3 separate regions of the Zea mays genome follow, and regions 1 and 2 are each linked to region 3. The links are chromatin contacts, called in public Hi-C maps. All regions are on one chromosome and are shown on one strand. Each heading gives the region's core, a stretch centred on a gene start, on an enhancer-like site or on the middle of the called end of the contact. The rest is flanking DNA. Distances are from core to core; before and after follow the strand shown.

The links. Hi-C and Micro-C count contacts between places; a contact is called where the count stands out from the background.
Region 1: a Hi-C map of bundle sheath shows a contact between it and region 3, with 4 times the contacts expected there. The contact joins the promoter of LOC100384671 here to the promoter of LOC100193121 in region 3. A contact is called at or near these places in 6 of 25 Hi-C or Micro-C datasets (bundle sheath, ear, endosperm and 3 more) and 1 of 3 datasets of contacts at active chromatin or transcription factors (leaf).
Region 2: a contact with region 3 is called in a Hi-C map of bundle sheath, with 2.5 times the contacts expected there. The contact joins the promoter of LOC100275738 here to the promoter of LOC100193121 in region 3. A contact is called at or near these places in 6 of 25 Hi-C or Micro-C datasets (bundle sheath, ear, leaf and 2 more) and 2 of 3 datasets of contacts at active chromatin or transcription factors (leaf and seedling).

The regions. Positions count from the first base shown.
Region 1 is chr6:7,868,789-7,872,636 of Zm-B73-REFERENCE-NAM-5.0, forward strand. It overlaps LOC100384671, which reads left to right and starts at 1,458. Exons shown (of 1, transcript NM_001357546.1): 1 at 1,458-3,848. The coding sequence starts at 1,559.
Region 2 is chr6:8,157,295-8,161,263 of Zm-B73-REFERENCE-NAM-5.0, forward strand. It overlaps LOC100275738, which reads right to left and starts at 2,039. Exons shown (of 2, transcript NM_001149750.2): 1 at 943-2,039; 2 at 1-185. The coding sequence starts at 1,545.
Region 3 is chr6:7,999,597-8,003,333 of Zm-B73-REFERENCE-NAM-5.0, forward strand. It overlaps LOC100193121, which reads right to left and starts at 1,714. Exons shown (of 2, transcript NM_001138282.2): 1 at 1,348-1,714; 2 at 62-1,119. The coding sequence starts at 1,570. The coding sequence ends at 143.

The sequences.
Region 1 (3,848 bases), core at 208-2,707, 130 kb before region 3:
AAAATCTTCAGTTTCAGATATTGCAGTCTGAAATTCAGATTCTGACATTCCCACTTTGGACCAGTTTCCACCTAGTTCCATATGAATTTAGGGTTACGTAGCTTAAACAAATTTACACATCTAGTGTAGCTCTACAGCTTTGCTACTGTGACCATCTTCAAATTGCCTATATATCAAAAGTTATGAAGATTCAAAGACAACTACTTGATATTGTTTCCAGCCATCCAACCTTAGGTCCAAAAAGTTAATTTTTGAGTTTTCTCCACTTCTTCCTATAAAACATGGAAATCTCTATACCTGAAAGTTGTTTGGGTTGGAGAACTCTATAAATTTGGTAATTTGACCTTTTGGCAAATTATTGCCAAATCACAAGTTCCACTTTTGGAGCTCTAAACTGAGATTTTCAAAACCAGGTCCTTCACTCTTCATTAATCACAACATCATACTTAGATTATTTTGGATCCTAGTGAATGCATTCTAAGTGTATCAAGCAAGTTAATGCAAATGCTGATGATGACATGTCAGAGTTTTAGTAATCGTAACACCAGGGGTGTTACAACCGCCGCCTCACGCCAGGTCGCGGACCGTCCGGCCCTGTGCCGCTGACCGTCCGCGCCTGACCAGAGAGCACCGCCGCCGGTTCTTTTGAAGTGATTGGCGCCTCCAAAAAGGCGTCAACACACAGATAGTTGCTCTACAGCGAGACGTCGCTCGAGACCATGCTGAGGCCGAGATTATGGAGTTGAATTAAGTTTAGTGTTTCCATTTTAGGATGGATGCTTTTGGCGAAGATAGGAGGAAAGCTAAAATGCTTAATTTTTTCCATTGCTTATGGAAAGACAGTTGTGGGGCTATCTAAGGATTGGAAGGTATGATAACCTTATTGCTGCCCAAGTACCAACCTAGATCTGCATTTTAAACTAGGATTCTTGGGTCAGCAATCTAATCAAAGTATGACGGAATTGATCATTTTCTTTTTAGAGTTGACTTTAGTGATTCTTTTTATCACCACTGTCCAAGCAAGACGACAGTAGTTGCGTTGGGTCCTATGGCAATTTTCATAACTTTGTCTGAGTCCTACTGCGGCTAAGGAACGAGGATGCTTTTGCTCCTTAATTTCTTTCCTTTCCTTCTTTTTTTTTTGACAATTTGTGAGATGCATGGCATATTATTTCTATTTAACATCATTCGAATAACATTGGTTTCAATGTTTGCACGTCAGGTGCATGATATGAAGTGATATTGGAAGGACGGGGCCTTCAGAATCTGCTGAGGCGGCCAAGGCTATGTCCAAACCTTTCTACGGAACCAACATTTTGAAAGAAAGAAAGAAAAGGTATAACGCTAGAAAAGTTCAACGGAACCGCGTTTCTTTCCCTCCAACGCGGCCCACCACCCCACCTACTAGAAAGAAACAAAAAGCCAAATCCAAGCAAAGCCCAAGGCAGCGGCGGCAGCAGCAGCACCCACCCACTCTCCCCTCCTCGATTCCCGATTCCTCCTCGCTCTCGCGTGCCATCGCCGTTCACCGCGCGCTCATGTCGTCTTCTCCCTCCGGATGCCAATGTCTTGCCATGACCATGCGGCCGGCCACCGCCGTCTTTTCCAGCTAAGAACCACCACCACCACCACGAGGCTTTTTCTTTCCCTCCTCGTCGCCGTCCTCCTGGTCGCCGACGTCTGCTCGGCGGCGCGGCAGTTCTCCACGGTCGCCATCTCGCACGCGCCCAACGCCACGCTCGTCTGCGCCCTCGTCACCGCCGCCGCCGATGACGACGCGGGGTCGCCGGGCTCCAAGCAGCTGCGCTGCACGTCGCTCCCCGACGGCGAGCAGTTCGTGTACCCCTCCGCCGACATCCCCTACAACGCGATCGCGGCCGGGACCGACTTCCTCTGCGGCCTCATGGCGCCGCTCGGCGGCCACGCCGCCATGCGCTGGTGGTCCTTCACCGAGGAGTTCGCCGCCAACCGATCCCGCCCCGTGGGGCGCCGCCTCTACTGGGGCCCGTCGCTGCGCTCGCTCAGCGCCGGCGGATCCCACGTCTGCGGCCTCTCCGACGACCACGACCCCACCTGCTGGGAGTGGCCGCACCTGGACCTGCCCAAAGGCCTCGACTTCTCCCGCATCGCGCTGGGCCACGACTTCCTCTGCGGCATCGACAAGCTCGACAACACCAGCATGAGCTGCTACGGCGCCATGGCGGCGCCGTCGCTCGCGCCCGACCCCGCGCCCTTGAGGACCGTCGCCGCCGGCCACCGCCACGCGTGCGCCGTCGACGCGGAGGGCGGCTTCGCCTGCTGGGGCGACGGCGACGGCGACGTCCCCGAGGTGCCGGCACACGAGCTGCCGGACGACATGTTGGCCATGGCGCTCGGCAACGGCACGACCTGCATCCTCTCCGGCAGCGGCAGGGTCCGGTGCTGGGGCGCCGTCCAGGTGCCGGACCAGTACAGGACCGCGGATTTCCTGGCCATCGAGGCCGACGGCGACGCGGTGTGCGGCATCCTCAACAGCAACTACTCCGTCGCGTGCTGGGGGAGGAGCGACCGCTTCGGCGCCGGCGGTAGCCTAGTCTACAACAGCACCATGCCCGGCGCGTGCGCGCGCAAGAAGAGCTGCCCCTGCGACATCATCTCGGGCTCCGGCGCGCTCTGCGGCACCGGCGGCGCCGAGGGCGGCGAGGAGCTCGCCGTCTGCCGGGCCTGCGCGACGCCGCTGAACGCGTCCAGGATCCTCATTGCCAACGGCAGGGCGGGACCGGCAGCCGGAGGCGACGCCGGGAAGAAGAAGGCCAAGACCCTGGCCGTCGCGGTCGGCGTCGGCGCCGCGGTACTCGCGGCGGCTGCGGTGGCGCTCTACCTCGTGGCTTACAGGAAGCCGGACAAGAAGAAGAAGACGCTGACGCTGCGTCTAGGGGAGCGGTCGTCGCGGCGCCCGTGCCGCGACGTGGAGGCCGCCATGGTCATGCCGGCGCCACAGGTCTCGCCGCTGCGGTCGGCGCGGCCGCTCGGGTGCGAGGAGTTCACGCTCCGGGACCTGTCGCGCGTCACCGACGGCTTCTCGAACGAGAAGAAGATCGGGTGCGGCAGCTTCGGGTCGGTGTACCGCGCCAGGCTCCCCGACGGGCGCGAGGTCGCCATCAAGCGGGCGGAGCGCAGCAGCAGCGGCGGACGCCGGAGACGCCGCTTCGACGCCGAGCGCGCGTTCCGCGCGGAGCTGCGGCTGCTGTCGCGCGTGAACCACCGCAACCTGGTGCAGCTGCTGGGCTTCTGCGAGGAGCGCGGCGAGCGGATCCTGGTGTTCGAGTTCATGCCCCACGGCGCGCTCCACGACCACCTTCACTGCAGCAGCAGCAGCGGCAACGGCGGGCGCTCGCCGCTGTTCACGTCGTGGGAGGCGCGGCTCCGGGTGGCGCTGGACGCGGCGCGCGGCGTGGAGTACCTGCATTGCTACGCCGTGCCGGGCATCATCCACCGGGACGTGAAGCCCTCCAACATCCTGCTCGACGGCGACTGGACGGCCAAGGTGTCGGACTTCGGGCTGTCGCTAGCCAGCGGCAGCTCGGCGGCGGCCGCCGCCGCGTCGTCGTCCGCCACGGCCGGCACGGTCGGGTACATCGACCCGGAGTACTACCGGCTGCAGGAGCTGACGGAGCGCAGCGACGTGTACAGCTTCGGCGTGGTGCTGCTGGAGCTGGTCACCGGCCGCAAGGCCATCCACCGGACGAGCCAGGACGGCAGCGGGTCCCCGCGGAACGTGATCGAGTTCGCCGTGCCGGCGGTCGAGACGGGCAGCATCGCCAGGATCCTCGACGAGCGCGTGCCTCCGCCGCGCGGGCACGAGGTGG
Region 2 (3,969 bases), core at 789-3,288, 160 kb after region 3:
ATGTTGTAGGACTCGACGAAACTGTGCGCCGAATTGATGAGGTACTCGTAGACCGTCGGGAAGTTGAACACGGGAATGCAGCTCTCTGAGAGCAGCACGAAGCGCTCATTCGAGAAATCCAGCAAGGCATTGGCCAGCAGGCGCTTCTCAGCGTCCACCAAGGTAATTGATCCCCAGGACACCTCCTGCATTTGAAAGAAATCAAATATTAGAACGTGGTGGAACAAAGGTATCCATCAATAAGGAGCATCAACTGCAAGCACACGATAAGGTGCGGGAGTTGTGATGTGAAACAAAGAAGGAATGCACTACATTACATTACAGTGAATTACAGTGAAACTGGAAAAGCACTACTTTAGCCCAAAAAGAATAGGGGAAAGTAATAATTCATGATTGCAGGTCAGCGCGAACTTGTTCTGGCTTTTTACTATTGTTTTTAGTAAAAAATGATTAATAAAAGTGGAACATTTGTCAAGCAAGAATCTCATCACCACCTATCTGAAATTCGTGAGCGCCACTAGTTGTTGAACAAATTAAGTAGTTTACCAACCTAGCATTGGGACAAGCAAACACGCATATTCTCTCCCACTCCCGTACTAGAGCAAATCCTCAGCCATTTTGCACACAGCGTATCTCAATCAAGTCAGGCACATGGCAGCCACCAACTAGCATGACAAGCGGCCACCAAGGCACCAGCTATCTGCCACTCAACCAGATTTTTTTCCCTTCTTTTGCACAAAGGCAGCAATAATGCGATGCAAATTCCCAAGCTGATGGATTGCAATGTGCGACTACTACTTGCTAGCGAAGATTCATGCCAGGGTGACAACAGGACAAGGGAATGGATGAATCAATACTATCATTTTAGTTTTTCTTTTTGGACGGTGATTAATTCATTGTACGAATGTAGAAGCAAAAGGAAGGAGGCAGAGGCGATAATACCTCGCTGGGGATCTGTCTGCCGTAGAAGGCGGAGCTCTTGGACACATTGAGCTTGTAGTCCGGCACGGTGTGGACGTAGACGGAGTAGAGCCCCTGGTGTCCGCGGAAGAACTTGTCCCAGAGCGGCGCGAAGGGGATGGGGCCGCGCGCCATGAAGAGGAAGGCGACCTTGGGCACCCGCTGGAACGGGAACTCCTCGGCCCTAGGCACGAGGGAGGCCCGCCAGAAGAGCTCGTCGTCGGTCATGGAGTGCGCGAGGCGGGGCGGGTGGACGAAGGCCCTGAAGGCGAGGCCCATGCCGCAGTCCCGGTCCCGCGGGTCGCAGCCGTAGGTGGTGGCCGGGAAGAAGAGCTCGGCGTGGGAGGCGTTGTAGTAGTAGCGCGCGACGCTGCCGCTGACGGAGAGGCCGAGCACGACGCCGCCCATGAAGATGACGGTGGCGGTGACGAGCTTGAGGAGGCCCGTGGACCACCAGTAGTCCTTGCGCGGGGTGGGCGGGAAGTAGTCCGACTCCTCGTCCCCGGCCGCGGGTAACCCCCCGACGACGCCCGTGCCGCCCCGGGACTTGAGCATCTGCTTGGCGTTGGAGTCGCCGCCCCACATCTCGGCCGGGAGCGCGGGGGTAGATCGGGCGGGATCGGGAGCCCGCCGCGGCCGATCTCCGGCACGCGTGGAGAGATCGGGAGCGGAGGAGGCGCGCGTGCTCGCGGCGTCGGACGGGCGCTTCCTGTAGGGAGGGGCAGCTGGGCCTCGACGGCGCCGACGAGCCTCGCCGCGCGGTGCGGAGGGGAGGACGCTTAACGGCTAAGGAGGGAGGGAGGGAGAGGGAAGGGAAGGGAAAGGGAGGGAGGGGGAGCGGAGCGCGTGGAGGAGGAGGTCGCTGTCGATTGGTGGATACGCAGCTGGATGTGGAGAGGGAAGGACGTGGAGAGAGAGAGTGAGCGTCGACTCGACGCGACTGGGCTCGAGGGAGGAGGGGGAGCGAGCGCGTGTATTTATCGGAGGCAGAGGCGAGGGCGACCCCGCCGTTTGGCCGCGACCGCGAGCGAGATTTCTCTTTCTCGGTGAGGTCGCCGCGGGCGGCGAGGAGGAAGGGGAAGGGAGGAGCCCCGAGAAGGGAAAAAAAAAAAGAGGCCCCGGGGCAGGGGCGAAACGGTCAGAAACGCGGGCGGGGCCCGCGCGCAGGCGCTGGCCCGGGGTGGGGTGGGGTGGCGGACCGTGGGGCCCGCGAGTACACTCCGCGAGGAAAGGGGGGAAAAGGCTCTGGGATTGGACCTGGCCCGAGGACGAGCGCGTGGGAAGGAAGCGGGCTGCGTCCGTTTGGGCCGGCGGCGTGCTGCGTGCGGCGAGCGCGAGTGACTGTGGGCCAGCAACGTGTCCCCGTATGTACGGTGGGCCCACGCGGCGTGGAGAATTCGCGGCTCGTCACGCGCTTCGCTTTGCTTCCCAGGCATTGGCGTACTGGGTGGGGCAGGGCTTGGTGCCTGGTGCAAGTGGTGTGGAACGGTCCGGGGTGTGGGGCCCGCTCGCCGGTGGCGCGTGGCGCAGGTGCCTTAGCCGTTTTCAGCTATGTGCCGTATAGTAGAAGGTGCTTGTATTCGTCGCTGGATGTCCATCTGTTACCGCCGCTGACCCGTTGGATTTGATCAGCGCCAAACCGTCAACGCTAGCGTGCTATCCACCCAGTATTCTGGTAACTAAAATGTGCTCGAGGAGTCGAGGAAGAAAGTTAAATGTATTTCAGGTTGGATTTTTTGAATATTTTGTTTCAATATCTTATTGATGGTGAACGGGTAATTAGTAAGGTCGTTTAGGTAACACTTTTTAAGTCCTCAATTTGACTCTCCGCACGAATGATTTAAAGAAGGGCTACTAAGTCTACCATTTGTGGTGCTGGTGGTCTAGCAACAGACCATGTAGTGGGCAACCTAACTAATTAGCCATGACGTACGCTGGTGTTTGTCGGTCGTGGTTGTGCCATGGAGGAGATGGAAGGCAACCCTCAGACAGACAACGATGAGATGATGACTAGAGGGTAGCACAGGCCAACTAGGATTATGACACGGACTACGATAAGGACGATGTCGTGGTGCTTGTATCGGATAGAGACATTTAATCTTTTATTATATTTATGCGTGATGAGCGAAGTGAGATATTTGGACACTAGTCTGAAAACCTTTTCCTACTACTTTTAATCTGTGGTCGGGCGCTTCGGCAGCCCCTCTACTTCCTCCCCTACATGTTAATTTAGATGATTGTACTACCAACGAGCTTGTAATAATGTAGAAATTTAAAAAGGTTGGTGTGCCTATATTTCTTGTATTTTGGTTTTTCTTCGTAAAACTTTCTAGGAAAAACCAATTTTATTTTCGATCCCGACGTCGGCATCATGACTAATGACATCGAGGTATAATATCACACGACAACATGGATGATGATATGATAGGATCTCATTTTCATGGGCATCGAGGTCCCAACACTCCGACCGAGTCTTAAACCATACAATGTCTTTTTAAGCTTATTTCAAACCATAATGCTAGCTTATCGGTTAACTCTTAAGATATACCACATTTGTAAGTTGTTGACACCAATTAGACAACGTGGTACTTGATACCACTATATATGACACATCATCACGCATGCCATGTATGAACTCTATAGCCACGCGTCCGTATATTAGTGTATATTGAAGTATTATCAAGTACAAAAAGGGTCTATCAACTACATCATACCCAATAGCTCAAACCCAAATAACAATGGATGTGATACATATATGTACCCTTTGCGGCAGGTATGGCAAGAAGGACGTCCCAACAATGTCCCATGATATGATGAAAATGAAATTAGTTAGGTCTTAACTTGTGAGATCTAAGGTTAGACTGTTGTAACCTTACTCCTTCCTTGCCATTGTAGAAGGGGGGAAGTGAAGTAACTCTCTAGAGAATGGAAGAGCCAAGTAATGTTTCAGAATGTTCACATGAGGGCTGTATTGTAACTATATATAGGGTTCGACTTCGATCCAAGGGT
Region 3 (3,737 bases), core at 464-2,963:
CTGCAGCATGAAAATAGAAGCTGCCATGGAAGCAGACACACAGACAGGCAGGTACCCTCTTCTGATCAATCAATCGAAATAGGCAATTTGCATTGAATCCATCCTCAGGTCTCCTCAAAACACTGTACACGACTGACCACCATCACCCGGACACACACTGGAACCCCTTGCACACCGCCAGCCAGGCCGCCAACAGCACGAGGCAGACGACGGCGTCCACGGCGACGATGACCTTCACGTGCCGCATCCACAGCGACCGCGACGACTGCTGCCTCCGCAGCCTGGACTGGCTGCCGCTGCGCTCCAGCGACATGCCGCCGACGTCCTCGGCCGGCATCACGTCTATCCTCACCGCTCGGGTCCCGTGGTGCTCGTCCTCACAGCCTCCCGCCCCCGCCCCCGCCGCCGACGACGACAGCTTGTCCCTGGACCGCCGCTTCTCCTTCCTGCTCCCGCTCTTCCCGAGCAGGGGCGCCTTGGACGACGACGTGCAGCCGTCGCCGTCGCCCGCGCCCGCGCCCGCGCCATCGAGCACGAACGCGGCGTGGGGCATCTTCTCCAGCGACGCCACCAGCCGCTGCACGGCCGGCACCAGCGACTCGTGCGGCTGGCGCCCGCCGACGCCTGCGCTGCTCCGGAACGCGTCGCGGACGCGCTCCAGGAACTGCAGCGCGCCGGCGCTGCCGACGCTGGGGTCGATGATGGCGAAGAAGGTGTGGCCGTCGGCCGTCAGGTACCCGTAGCTCCTGCGCCCGGAGGTGTGCACGTAATGCCGGTGGTGCGGCGGCGACCGGTCCAGGCAGAGCGCCGCCGTGGCCTCCGCCTGCGGGTCGCCGCCCTTGCTGCTGTACCGGTAGATCACGCTCCGGCCCCTGGCGATGCAGCAGTACACGGTGTTGGCGGCCGAGGAGCTCATCCGCGCGTCTCCCTCTTCCTCAGGTACGTCCACCTCCAGGGCCCCGTCCCCGTTGGCGCGCGCTGACACCAGCTTCACCGACCGAGACCGGCGCGAATTCATCCAAGGCGCTCGCCGGATCAGCCTCCCCGCACAGCAAAACCCGCAGGTGACGGGACACCGAGTAAGCGCCGGATGGAAATCGGCGGATCGCGGATCAAGACCTGCAAATTCGCGAGGCACGGTGCTCATCCGCCCAATTGATTTAATCCAAGAAGCTAGAATCGCTCATAAGGATGGATGGATGGATGGATGGATGGATGGAAGAAAAAAGACGGTCCTTTGCCCGACGAATCAATCACTGGCCGCAGCAGCACGGCCGACGGAGTGGAGCAAGTACTGTACCGTAAATCGGTAGGGAAACGATAAAAGCACGGCAATTGATGAATTACCTGGGCCTGAGGACGATGAGCCGGAGAGGTAACAGCCGGCGGCGTCACGGGCGGGGATCTGGAGAGGGAGAGGATGGAGTCGCTGAGACCAGGAGGGGAAGAGACGGGAGCTTGGTGGTAGAAGAGGACTGAGACGACTTGGCCTGGGTCTGTGAGCAGCAGCAGCACAGAGGAAGAAGAGGATTCGAATTGGGGACGGGTTGGACATTGACCGCGCAACCATGCCAAGCAATCAAGCAAGGAATTGATGGAGAGAGAGAGTGTGGAATTAAAAATGTCACGCGGTTTGTGTATTACATGTATAAAACCAAAACCATTTTGTAGGTGGTGCCAGGACTAGGTATGCGAAGGAATGAAATTTAATAACAAGACTGGTTATAATAATCTAGAACATGTATAAATAATTAAAGTATTTAGATCAATAAATTATGGTAATTATATTTTTTATCAATATACTTAAAGCATCAGTTTCAACGGTCGTCTTGCGTCTCTTTTTTTAAAAAATTCCTACTTTTCTTCTAAATTAAATCAGCATAAAATATTAAAAAACACTGAAAACCAATAGAACATCATGCTCAGGTGTTTATAATATTGAATATAAATTATATATATATATATATGATTTTTTATAAAATAAAAAAATAATCGTGTCGAGACGGGACAACACTACGAGCCGAGGCTACGGCTCAATCACCGCACAGCGCTCGCGCCGGGTTGGACTAGGCACTATTAAATGGGTCGTACCTCGGGCCGGCTCGCAAGACACGACCCATTTGGCCATCTATATCTCCGCACGATAATGATGGTCCTCGCCTCAGTTGCCACCACATCATTCGACATTCTACCTCTTTTCTCTCTCCCCTAATGCCTCCACCTCCGTGCCATCCAATTTTCGGCAGAGGGCGTAGGAGCAGGCGCCTCCTCCCCGTATTCATCTCACACCAACCCCGATATCGACTTGCGCAGTGGCTATTGCATATCCATGAGGACGTTTCACATCATGTGCACATCATCGTTTTGGTCGTCGTCGGACGTCCCATTCATCTTCTCGACCTTCGCCTTATTCTTCCTCCCCAACCTACTGCACCCCTCCCCCGCCCACAGTCGCAGCCACGAGCTGACCGGCGCTCGTCGACGCGGGAACGAGACGAGTCGATCATGCTCCTGGCATCTCGGTGTGTACCGTCGAGGAGGACATGGTGGCGCTTGCCACGTTTAGGTTATCTTAGCGATGAGAAGTCTAGGTCAGAGATATTGGACAACTAAGGCCTAAAACGTGGCAGTAGTCGACATATGCTACGGAGTTGGTGGTGGCGTTGTGTCGCTTCGGCGGGTCCATGGCTGGGAAGACACTAGCATTCTCTCGCTCTTCTCGTACTGACGCCTGGTGCGTGTGCCTTTTGGTTTGGAGCTAATCCGGCTCTGCTTCTTTCTCCGTTTGCGTGCTCTCTCCCTATATATCTAGCGGTATACTACCTATGTCGCCTCTAGATGTCCATGTCTTCGTCGTGTCCTTCTCCGGCAACGAACAGGTATGCCCGCCTCATCCCTTCCCCTCCTGCTATACGAAACCTTGGAAGTGGGGGAGACGAGGGATGTGGTTCTTTGATTTGCTGTACCTGTGCGTTCATAAAAAATATTATCCGAAGAGTGCAGACAACAAATAAAAAACATTTATATATTTTTAGTGGATAATTTACGTGGGTATTGTTGTGAGCCGTCGCAACGCACGGTTAACCGACTAGTGATTATTAAAGTGAACATTTTTTCTACCTTATCGTTTATGGTTTAAAATGTTAGACAATCAGCGGATACACTCGTAATACAATTAATAAGAGAAAATATGATTTAGGCAAATACTTGTAACAAAAAAAATAATACATGTATCACTAATTATATATCTCTGAATACCGTTTTTATGTAAACGTTCGTTGTGCTCTAATATTTTTTAGAATAACTTATAGACCGTAGGATGAACACAGTGTAGTAGCCGTAGTATCTTGGTCCGCCTACGTGCCTGCCTTTTGAATCGTTCAAAAGCTTTTGTGCGTGTCGCGCAAAGCGACGACGCCGACGGGGACGGGAGGACGCCGCTTTCGTCTCAGTTCGGTGGTGCAGATGGCTGTGTCACCGGCCGGTCGTCGTCGCGGCGGATCGGTCTCCACTGACGCCGACGCCGATCGATGGAGCGCGGGCACGCAGCTTCGCAGACGCTCTCCTCTTCTCCCGCCCACTGACCCGTTCTCACCCCTACTCGTGTCAGTTCGCCACCAGCCAGAGGCGCGACGGCGATGCCGTGGAAATCCTTTTTAGCTCTTTAACTAAAGGCACTTTTAACGAGTGTTTTTCTTTTTATTACTATATATATAATTCCGAAATTTTAAAAGTTG